Regions from separate parts of the Pan troglodytes genome. Here region 1 is linked to region 2. The links are chromatin contacts, called in public HiChIP or PLAC-seq maps. All regions are on one chromosome and are shown on one strand. The core of a region is the stretch at or near the end of the contact, and the rest is flanking DNA. Distances in the headings are between cores, read along the strand shown. Region 1 holds the start of AKAP8 (A-kinase anchoring protein 8). Region 2 holds the start of ILVBL (ilvB acetolactate synthase like).

Evidence for each region. HiChIP or PLAC-seq counts read pairs in DNA pulled down with a chosen protein or histone mark.
Region 1: an H3K4me3 HiChIP or PLAC-seq map of stem cell-derived excitatory neurons shows a contact between it and region 2, with 2.7 times the contacts expected there. The contact joins the promoter of AKAP8 here to the promoter of ILVBL in region 2. A contact is called at or near these places in 1 of 7 Hi-C or Micro-C datasets (stem cell-derived neural progenitor cells) and 1 of 1 datasets of contacts at active chromatin or transcription factors (stem cell-derived excitatory neurons).

The regions. Positions count from the first base shown.
Region 1 is chr20:18,069,588-18,074,784 of NHGRI_mPanTro3-v2.0_pri, forward strand. AKAP8 (A-kinase anchoring protein 8) reads right to left here and starts at 3,083. Exons shown (of 14, transcript XM_016935347.3): 1 at 2,814-3,083; 2 at 75-113. The coding sequence starts at 2,832. AKAP8L (A-kinase anchoring protein 8 like) reads right to left here. Exons shown (of 14, transcript XR_010153740.1): 13 at 3,624-5,154; 14 at 3,157-3,537.
Region 2 is chr20:17,815,355-17,820,736 of NHGRI_mPanTro3-v2.0_pri, forward strand. It overlaps ILVBL (ilvB acetolactate synthase like), which reads right to left and starts at 2,837. Exons shown (of 16, transcript XM_001172135.8): 1 at 2,602-2,837; 2 at 1,871-2,015; 3 at 321-522; 4 at 62-189. The coding sequence starts at 2,005.

The DNA of each region.
Region 1 (5,197 bases), core at 1,833-4,332, 250 kb after region 2:
AGTTCAGCTCTGCCATGCTAGGGCCTTGAGTTAGGGGAAGCCCACGCCTCACCCGCAAAGCAGAGCCCACTTACCCTGGGTGTTGGCAGGTCCAGCACTCCACGCCCCGTAGCCTGCAAGAAGACCCCGTGAGTTAAAATTCTATTTGTCACACCAGAGAACGGGTCCTTTTGGGGGTACTCCTAAAGGGATCTCCTTACAGTTCAGTGCCAGCCTTAGAAGAAGGAAGACTCCCCCCCACCCCACCAAAAAAAAGCCATCACACAACTGGCTAATGGCGTCATCGCATTCCACCTGGCTGAGATCAAAGCAGAAAAAGAAGGGTGGGAAGTGGGCTTGGAAGTCAGCTCCGCCCTGCAGAGGGACCTTGGCCAAGGACCTCACCTCTCCAAGATTTCATCCACAACTGAGGCTAACACAAGACAATCCACTCAGCATGAGGACACGTTCCCCCACCCACCACACAGCTAGGAAACCAGTTCAGAGTGCCATCACAAGTACTTCGTAACTGAAAACAAGCATGGGAATTTAGTGACATAAATTGCATCTTTCTAAGCTGCACTTCCTGCCACTTTTTTTTTTTTGAGGCGGGGTCTTGCTCTGTTGCCCAGGTTAGAGCGCAGTGCCGCGATCTCGGCTCACTGCAAGCTCCGCCTCCTGGGTTCACGCCATTCTCCTGCCTCAGTCTCCCGAGTAGCTGGGACTACAGGCGCCTGCCACCACGCCCGCCTAATTTTTTGTGTTTTTAGTAGAGACGGGGTTTCACCGTGTCAGCCAGGATGGTCTCGATCTCCTGACCTCGTGATCCGCCAGCCTCTGCCTCCCAAAGTGCTGGGATTACAGGCGTGAGTCACCGCGCCCGGCCCTTCCTGCCACTTTTAAGGCCTCCACGGATCCCCTGGACCTTTAAGTCCCAGAGCCTTCGCCTGGCCCTAAGGCATCAGACAGCACTCTTCACCCCTCCACACACCCCGCCCACTATGGCATCTGTCTGGTCCCTCCAGGAAGGAGAATGGGAACTGTGTTCTCTTTATTTCTGTGTCCCTGGGGCCCAGCACTGAGCTGCGCGTGGGTGGCCATCATGCCTGTTAAATGACTTCACTTTGATGAGGCAGGAACATATCCATGTCTCCCTCACCAGAACAACCCCCCCGCCCCTGGCTAAGTGCCTAGTGCGTGCCGATACACCGCAAGCACCCAGCAAACCCTGTTGTCCGGAATGCCATTCAGAGACAAGGGAGCTAGGCTCATGGGTTACGAGACTTGACCCAGTCATACTGCTGAGTTTTGCCCTCTTGCTATGCTACGCCTTCCCCTCCGTCATACCGCAAAACCTTCTAAATTCGCATCCGTGCAGCAGAAAGGCAGACTGCAGATTCTAACAGCAAGTAACCAACCTCGAGAGACTGCTTCTCTGTGAAGCTCTAGTGTAAGTGGCACGCACTATTAACCTTAAAACGCTCCCGGAAGCACAAGAAATCAGGGAAGCTTAACTATCTCCACTGTGTCTGAAAGGTTTTCGGCAGGTAGGAAGAGGGGGTAAAAAAAAAAAACCTCTCCAAACTAAGAATGAAAAGGAGGAATACAATACCTGCAGAAAAGATCTGATGGGAAAGAAGGGAAAGAATGGTGAAATCTACCCAGGCTGCGGAAGACCAGGAGAGCCAGGCTGAGCCTTCGCTAGGACCCGGAAGACACCAAAGCACACCGCGCACACTGCCGCCTCAGGACCGAAACCTCTCTGCAATTTCTGGTGCTGGGCTACTTTTGCCCTGCCACTTCTCAAGATCGACAACTTCTCGAGCTCCTGCAGCCAGGATCAGACCACTAGCTTCTCTACAACCAGTCGAGCTCCACCCAGCATGTCCCAACTATCCCCTGTGGGCAAACTTTGCTCCCAGAAGGCTCTGATTCCAGAAGCAGGGAGCAGGCAGCTCGAGAAGATCGGCCCTACTGCAGGCCAAGCGCTAAATCCTAGTGGGGAAAGGACACGTTCCCTCCTGCACAGCTCCTCGGCCCCTCCAGGCCACCACAACAGACTGCCTAAAGGAGAACTGCCAATGTCACCAGCCCCAGGGCACATCAGGTTTCCAGCTTTGTACGAACACTCAGCATCTGCCCCTCACCATCCTGTCCCAAGCCAGCACGCGCCGGGTACAGAGCTGGAGCCCGGCGAGGCCGACTCTCGCGCCGGCAGCACTCGGCCCCAACGCGCTGCACCGGGGACTAAAGGCCCGACCCCGCGCAGCCCGACGGCTTCCGGGACAGGCGCCCTGGGCCACGTGAGCCCAGCGGAGACCCTACACGGCCCCGCGGGCCTAGGGCAGGTCGGGAGAGAGGCGGCCCCCGCGGTCCGCCCGCGGCCCCAGACCCAGCTCCCCGGGTCCGACCTCACAACCCCACGCTGTAGCTCCGCCCCCCTAGCGCCGCCATTTTGTGGCGTCTTCGGAAGAGGAAGCCGGGAGTGCAAACCCCGGGGTCGCTGGGGGCCGGAAGGACTCCGCCGAAGGTGAGGGGCAAAAACGGCCCACACTGTCCAAGACGGCCCCACGAAGCCCACCGCGGCGTCTGCCCCAACCCCGAGTCCCGCCCGCCTCCTCGGGGCCTGGCGGCCAATCCGCACGCAGCGCCCCGGGAGCGACGGCGCCAAAGCCCAATGAGCGGCGCGCGCGCGCCCTGGCCGCCTCTCCGGAGGGCCCAGCTGCGGCAACCACGCTCGGGACGAAGGCCCGGCCCGCGGCAGTCTGCGCAGCGGCTGCGCCGCCCGCACAGAGCCTTCCCTCCCCGCTCCGCACCCAGCAGCCAACACAAACCTCCGTAGCCCTGGTCCATGTCTTCGACGCGGCCCACCAGCAGCCCCTTTTACTAGGCGACCACAGCACGCATGCGTTCAGCGCACCTCCGCCATCGACTACTGGAAGACCAGGCGCACACGTCACTACTTCCGCGCGCCCCCATTGGCTGGTCTTCACGAGGGCCCGCCCTCGCCGTCCCAGCTGGCCTTTCGGGCTGCTAAGATCCAGCTCCGTGGCCTGATGGGAGTTGTGGTCCCACCGCCGTGCCCGACGGCCCGGCCCGCGCGCATGCGCACCCCGCCCCTCCGCCCACCCCCGCCCCGCCCCGCCCGCGCGGCACAGTAACAGAGAAACCCGGAGGTAGGATGGGAAAACTTTATTAGGTTTGGTTTCCAGCTTCGGCCACGCGGGCCCCGCCCGCCCCGAGCTCGGGTCACGGGGCGCCCCCGCCGCCCTCCTCGTCGTCCTCCACGTCGAGGCCCGGGATGCCGCGGATCTGGCGTTGCAGCGCCCCTCCCAGCAAGGGCACGGCGCCCTCCTCCTCCTCCTCTGGGGGCGGCGGCGGTGGCGGCGACACGGCCCCGGGGGCTGGCTCTGGGGGCACGGGAGGCTGCGCCGGCACGCCCTCTGCGCCCTCCGAGATCCCTGCCGCTTCGCCCGGCGCCCCCTCGTCCAGGGCACCGCCCTCAGCCTCCTCCTGCTCCTTCTCCTCCTCGGGGCTGTCGGTGAAAGGGTTCTCGCCCTGTGGGGAGGGGCGCGGACACTGAAGGGAGGGAGCACAGGCGGGGACTAAGCTGGGGACAGGGCAGGCCTGGACCAGTGCCTCACCTTCAGGTAGCGCTCCAGCTTCTTGCTGATGAGCTTGTTGTTGAGAATACTGCGGGCCACCATGAGGGAGGACTTCTTGGACTGCTCCATCATGAGCTGCGGGCAGGGCAAAAGGAGCTGGAGAGGCTGCTCTGAGTGCCCTACAAGTTCCTGCCCCAACCCTGCCAGCTTAGAGGGACCCCACCCCGCCCCCGCACCCACGCACTTCCAGCCCCACCAACAGAGGGCCACTCCACAAGCATGGAACCACAACCTATCTGATCTTTGTTCAAATTCCCTCTCCTTCCACACCACACTTACTGTAGGTAAATAAAAATACAGATCTATATATCTCTATCTTTACGGCTGTATTACAGAAATCTGATTTGCTTACAAAAAAGCTATAAGCAGTGAACAATTAAGAAACTAAGAGCCAAAGGTGCAACCTGTAACAAGGTGCCAACTAGGCTAATAGGCAAGGAGCACTTTGGGGCCAACGGGGAAGATATAAAAACAGGAACAGATATTTAATGAAACGTCTTTTTTAACCCACAGAATTCCAAGAATGAAGAATTATTCCCAGTCATGCAAGGGTGAAGAGAGTCTTCTCTGCTGGTGGGAGGATCAACTGTTTCCGTATTTTTTGGAAAGCAGTTTGACACAATGTATGAAAAGTAAAAATCTGTCTCATTAATCCCTTCCCAGAACGTATCCTAAATTTAAGAACTGGAAACATGCGTGCACACTGATTGTAGTGGTGAAAAATGGGAAAACACCTAAACGTTCCTCAGTGCAGAAGAGGTTAAATAAATCGTACATTCAAAAGAACATCATGCAGCCCTTCAAATCGGGCTCATCTCTGCACTGGCATAAGAAAGGTGTATAATATAGTACTGTCTGCAGAGCATGCCAGAGCCATTTTGTCTGGAAGGATTTCCATCAATATGCTGGGCCATCTCCTCATGGTGGGAGTACAGGCAAATCTCACTTTGATCATCATAAAAACCATAAGGTAAAAGAAGGATATTTTTGGTGGGGTGGGAGAGCCCATTGAGTCCTTCCCACTCCATTTACATGTTTCAGAAAGCCTTCTCACTTGCTGTTTCTACTCTCTCCATCTTCATTTTTTTTTTCCTTAGCACGTTTTCTCTACTACTGGAGGAAAATATTAACAGACATCATACATGCTCACAATAAACTAAAGATACACAATTAGGATACTACTATAGACCGTTCCCCCAGTGACTCTCACTTGCCAACAGTTTATCCTCCTGGTTCTAGATGCCCAGATAACCACACCATAAATTCTCCCAAGTGAGGCACATTTATGTTGCTTCCAGATCTTCTCCACAATAACCCAGCAACACCAGAATAAACTTGTACACTTCCATGCTGGTGCTTTTCATTCTAACCAGGTTTGGTTTCAAAGTGATAGTGCCCAATTAACTGCAGAACATTTGCAAGTCATGCTTCTTCCACCTGTGTTAAAACAATGACCTGGTCCTCCTGCCTGCCCATCAGCACTGGATGTTGTCACTGTTGGGTATTTTTGCTGTGGATAAAAGACAGAAGAATCTGTGCTGCTGCCTCCCACG
Region 2 (5,382 bases), core at 1,587-4,086:
GGTTATCGCATGAGCCCTTCAAGCCCCCCTAGGCCCCCACTGGCCCCCAAGGACTGGGTACCTGCAGCAGAGTGCTGGCGGCCCCACCCAGAAGCAGGATTGGGGACTGAGCCATCTGAGCATTCTTCACCGCAGTCACCGTGTTGGTGAGGCCAGGGCCTGCTGTCACTGCCGCCACGCCCACCGTCCCTGGAACACAGAGCCCATCACAGCCATGCCCACTCTCCTGGCCATTCTCCCACCTCTGAAAAACCCCTACCCTCACAGACACTCTAGCCCACAGTCCAACCAGTCCCCAGCCCTCTCTGCAATGCCCTCACCGGACAGGCGGGCCATAGCATCAGCAGCAAAGACAGCCGTGACCTCATGGCGTGTGTCCACCACACGGATGCCCAGTTTCTCACAGGCCACCAGCAGCGGGGAAATGTGCCCGCCGACCAGCGTGAAGATGAACCGCACACCATGGGCCCTCAGCACAGCGGCCACGTTCTCTCCGCCATGCCGGACGCTTGCCTTGTCCACCTGGGCCCAAGGACAGGTGGAGCAATAAAGTTAAAGGCCAGGGCAGAGGGCAGCTGGGAAAGGGGGCAATCCCCCTGCCCCAGGTAAGGGGGCAGGAGCAGGGTGAGAGGTCAAGAGAAGCTTGGTCTTGGTTAGGCATATATTATACTACATGCCAGGCTCAAACCAAGGCATAACATCTTATCAGATCCTCTTGTCATTACATCTCTCTTACAGCTGAGGATATCAAGACTTGCCCAAGTAAGACTAAAAGTTCAATAGAACCCACGCTCTTAAGTGCCCCACTGTTACACTGCCTGTCTCCAGGATGGCAGGGCAATCAGGGAGAGAGGAGAGGGTTATATAACCCAGGGGGTTTGGCCAGGGGCACAACGCACGCAGAGCAGATGGCAGGGAGCCATCTGCTGTGACTCCTCCCTGCCCTCCAGTATCCCTGCAGAGCCTGGCAGCTGGGCTCCTGATCCCAGCCTCCCTGATGCCCTCCTGATGGACGCTAAACAGGCCCAGGGCTTAGTTGACAGGCTGCCAGCCACCATGTGCCTGGCACGGGAGTGAGCTGCTGGCACAGACTGTGCCGAGGCCTCCCAACTCTAGCTGCCTCACAGCCCTACACATCCAAGGCTTGCTTTAAATCTCCTAAGTCCTGAAGGTCAGTGGCATCACTCCTGGCTAGCAGAGGAAGCAGTAGAGAAGGGTTTGGGGAGGGAGAGGTCAAGCTTGGTCCCTGCTAGGAGAGAAAGGGTTGAGGAGGGGGTCTGGGGAAGGGGTAAATTTCAAACAGAGGTGCAAGGAGTTTAGGGGGAGGCCTGTGGGGTCAGCTCTCTCCAAACATGTCACCTAGGGCAAACCACCACACAATCTCTCTGAGCCTCAGCTTCCTCTTGCAGAAAATGAAGACAGAAAGAACAGCACCTACTTTCAAGGAAAAGGTAAGGGGTAGGTAAGAAAGTCTACAGTACTGAGCTCAGCAGAGGGCAACTGTTATGAAACCGTCACTGCCACCCCCTCGCTGGAGCCTGCCCTCTGCCCCATTTATCCCATCCAGGTTAGGGAGCACAGAGTGCTGTCCATCTGTTCTGTGAAAAGAGTCACTGGGGAAGGAGGTAGGTGGGGTGCGAGTGCCCCGGCAGCGGCAGCTTCCGTGTTCTCTCTTACTAGTGGCAAAGTCCAGGCCTCCATACACAGCGTGGCAATGGAGACAGGGCCCTGGACAGAACCTCTCACCAGTCCCTCTGGACTAGTCGGGGCTCGCTTTCCCACCCTGCACAATGAGTGAGCTGGAAGCAGCACCACGAGGCCCCTCCCTCTTTGACTGCCCCCAGCCCACCTCCCATTCTGTGCCCCGCACCTTGTGCAGCAGCTGATAGAAGAGCCCCAGGCGGTGAGCGGCGCCCAGCAAGGCGGCCACCAGCGTCCCGCAGGCCAGGAGCAGGAAGGAGGGGAATAAGCTCCTGGCGGGGGCGGCGGCCGCGGGGGTCTCCATGAGGTGGTACCTAAGAGAGAAAGGGCACTTCCCAGACTTGGGCGCGACAGGGAACCTCTCCGGAAGAAATCGCGCCCCTTCCCGAAGCAGGATCCTGGGCCACGCCCCTTGCCACCAGTTTCTGTGCGGCCACGCCCCCAACCCTGCCAGACCACGCCCTTTGTGCGCCTAGGCTCGGGGTGAAGCCATGCCTCTCTGTGACAAGGTCACGCCCCTCGCGGGGCTAGCCCCAGTCCTTTACATCACCACCACTCCCACCCAAACTAGCCACCACAAGTCAAGGTGGCGACGACAGCACCACACAGTTATCTTCCACTTACCTACTTGTCAATGGACAGGCGGAAGCCCCGCCTCTCTTTCCACAACCGGACCCCAAATCTCAGCCCCAGTAGTGAGCCCGCCCCATGTTACGTCACCAAGAGGCACGAGGTCACGCCCCCGGGTTAGCGGGCGCGACCCTCCACGCAACCCACGCCTCTCCCTTAAAGAGCGCACGGGCCCGAGCCTGATCCCCGACCCCGGGCCAGGCTGGGTCGAGGTCACATCGCATCAGGATGTGGTTCTCCCACACCAGCTCGACCCCCGAGGCTATTCACCTTCACCTCCAGGATATGGCGTTGCCTCCAGCAGAATTCGGCCTCCTCCGTGTCACGTGACCCGGGAGCGTGGCCGTGCCCGGGTGGCTCACTTGGCTCAGCGGCGCCCCGTAGTCCGGCCCGATGCGCATGCGCACAGTCGGAGCCACGCTCCCGGGCCACCCGAAAGAGCCTTGCCTCTACTGGCCGCCTCCCTCATAGACCCCGCCTCCCCTTGCCTTTCATTGGCTCGCACTGCAGGCCTCACACCCATTTAATTGTTTTAAAACCAGGAGGCCACGCCCCTCAGCGGCTTCAGGAGCCCAGACCTTTGGGGGCCCACCTTCCGCAGCTTTCCATTGGCCCCACGGTGCAAGCCCGTAGGTTCAGGCCCTCCGAACACAGCTCGCTTTCCACACCAGCGGGGCCGTACCAGAGCAAGACCATGTCTCACAAAATAATAATACTACTTAAAAAATGGTAAATTTTATGTTATGTATATTTTCCACACTATAAATAAATATTTGTGCATGTAAATATATATATGTGTATATTTTTTGTATAATAGGTATAGTAGCAAGCAAAGGAAATTCAAATTGAGTCACATTCTACAAAATGCCTAACCAGACCTCTCCAAAACTGTCAAGGTCATGAAAAACGAAGATTGAGGCACTGCCACAGACTAGAGGAGGGAAAGGAGCTGTGACAACTAAATTCAATATAGTACCCTGGACTGGATCCAGGAATCAAAAAAAGGACAAATTTGTGGATAAAGTTGGTGAAATCCAAATAAAGTCTGGAGTTGAGTTAGTAATGAACCAGTGTTAATCTTTTTGTTTCAGTAAATGTATTATGGTTATATAAGATGTTAGCATTCAGGGAAGCTGGATAAAGAGTAGACAAAAATTATCTTGCTATCTTTGCAGCTTTTCTGTAAAGCTAAAAAAGAAAAAAAGTCTTAATAACAAGGATACAATTTTCCAGAGAGAGAGAGAAAGATGTTGTAATAGATGTAAATTCTTTCTTGGGAGACAAAGCTTTAGCATGCTCCAAGACTAATTATCTGACCAATCTCTCCCCAGATAAAGAAAGATTGTCACTAGGCAAATGTCCGAAAAGCTTCTCAGCCGAAAGCTGGATTATTCAACAGTCCCTGAAACAAATACACACAGAGGACAAGTGATTTTTTAAAAAAGGGAAACAAGCCTGGCATGGTGGTCCATGTGTGTAATCCTAGCACTTTGGGAGGCCAAGACAGGAGGATCGCTTGAGGCCAGGAATTTGAGACCAACCGAGGTCAAAAAGTGAGACCCAGTCTCTCAAAAAAACAAACAAACAAACAAACTTAGCCAGGAGAATCGCTTGAACCCAGGAGGTGGAGGTTGCGGTGAGCTGAGACCACGCCATTGCACTCCAGCCTGGGCAACAGAGCAAGGCTCTGTCTAAAAAAAATTTTTTTAAAAAGAAAAAAAAATTAGCTGAGTATGGTGGCACGTGCTTGTTATCCCTGTTGCTTGGGAGGTTGAGAAGGGAGAATTGCTTGAACCCAAGAGGTTGTGGCTACAGTGAGCTGTGATCGTGCCACTGCACTCCAGCTGGGGCAACAGAGCAAGACCCTGTCTCTAAAAATAAAGGGGTGGGTGTGGGGCAGGGGAGGAAAAAAATACCATGTATCTAAATTGATTGATATTTAAAGAGAAGTGCAACAAATTATTGAGTTAGAGGGATACAGTAAGGGCCTCTCTTAGGACGAGCAGAAGGACTCTCTAAGGAGGTGACAGTTGAGCAGAGAGACCAGGAGGAAGTGAGGACATGGGCCCCACAAGGATCTGGAGAAAGAGTAATCCAGGTAGAGGAGATGGCACATGCAAAGGCCCTGAGGTGTTCTATTAATTTCCTTTGATGGCCATAACACATTACCACAAATTGGGTGGCTTGAAACAACAGGAATTAATTCTCTTACACTTCTGGAGGCCAGAAATTCAGCGTGGAGGCATCAGCGGGGCCATACACTCTCTCGAGATCTTTGGGGAGGATTCTTACCTTCTCCAACTTCAAGAGGCTCCAGGCATTCTTTGGCTTATGGCTGCGTCACTCCAATTTCTGCGTGTATCTTCAGATGGCCTTATTCCCTGTGCCTGCATCTCCTTCTGTATCTTTTTTCTTTTTCTTTTTTTTTTTTTTTTGAGACGGAGTCTCTTTCGCCCAGGCTGGAGTGCAGTGGCGCAATCTCGGCTCACTGCAACCTCCACCTCCTGGGTTCAGGCAATTCTCCTGCCTCAGCCTCCTGAGTAGCTGGGATTACAGGCACACGCCACAACACCCGGCTAAATTTTTTTGTATTTTTAGTAGAGATGGGGTTTCACCATATTCACCAGAGTGGTCTCGAACTCCTGACCTCAGGCAATCCGCCTGCCTTGGCCTCCCAAAGTGCTGGGATTACAGGCATGAGCCATCGGGCCCGGCCCTCCTCCTCTACGTCTTATAAGGATACTTGTCATTGCATTTAGGGACCACCCTCATCCAGGATAGGCTCATCTTGAGACCCCTCACTTAACTACTTCTGCAAAAACACATTTTCCAAGTTAGGTCACATTTGCAGGTTCTGAATGTACATTTTAGGGTCTGCCATTCAACTCATTACAAATGGGATGGGCTTTGCATGTGCAGAGAAAATCAGGAAAGCCAGGATAGCTAGAAGGAAGAGAGCAGAGGAGGCAGGGAGGAGACGCTATCAAAGGCTGGACAAAAGCCAGACAGGTATGATTTTACAGACTGCATGAGGACTGCAAATTTTATTCT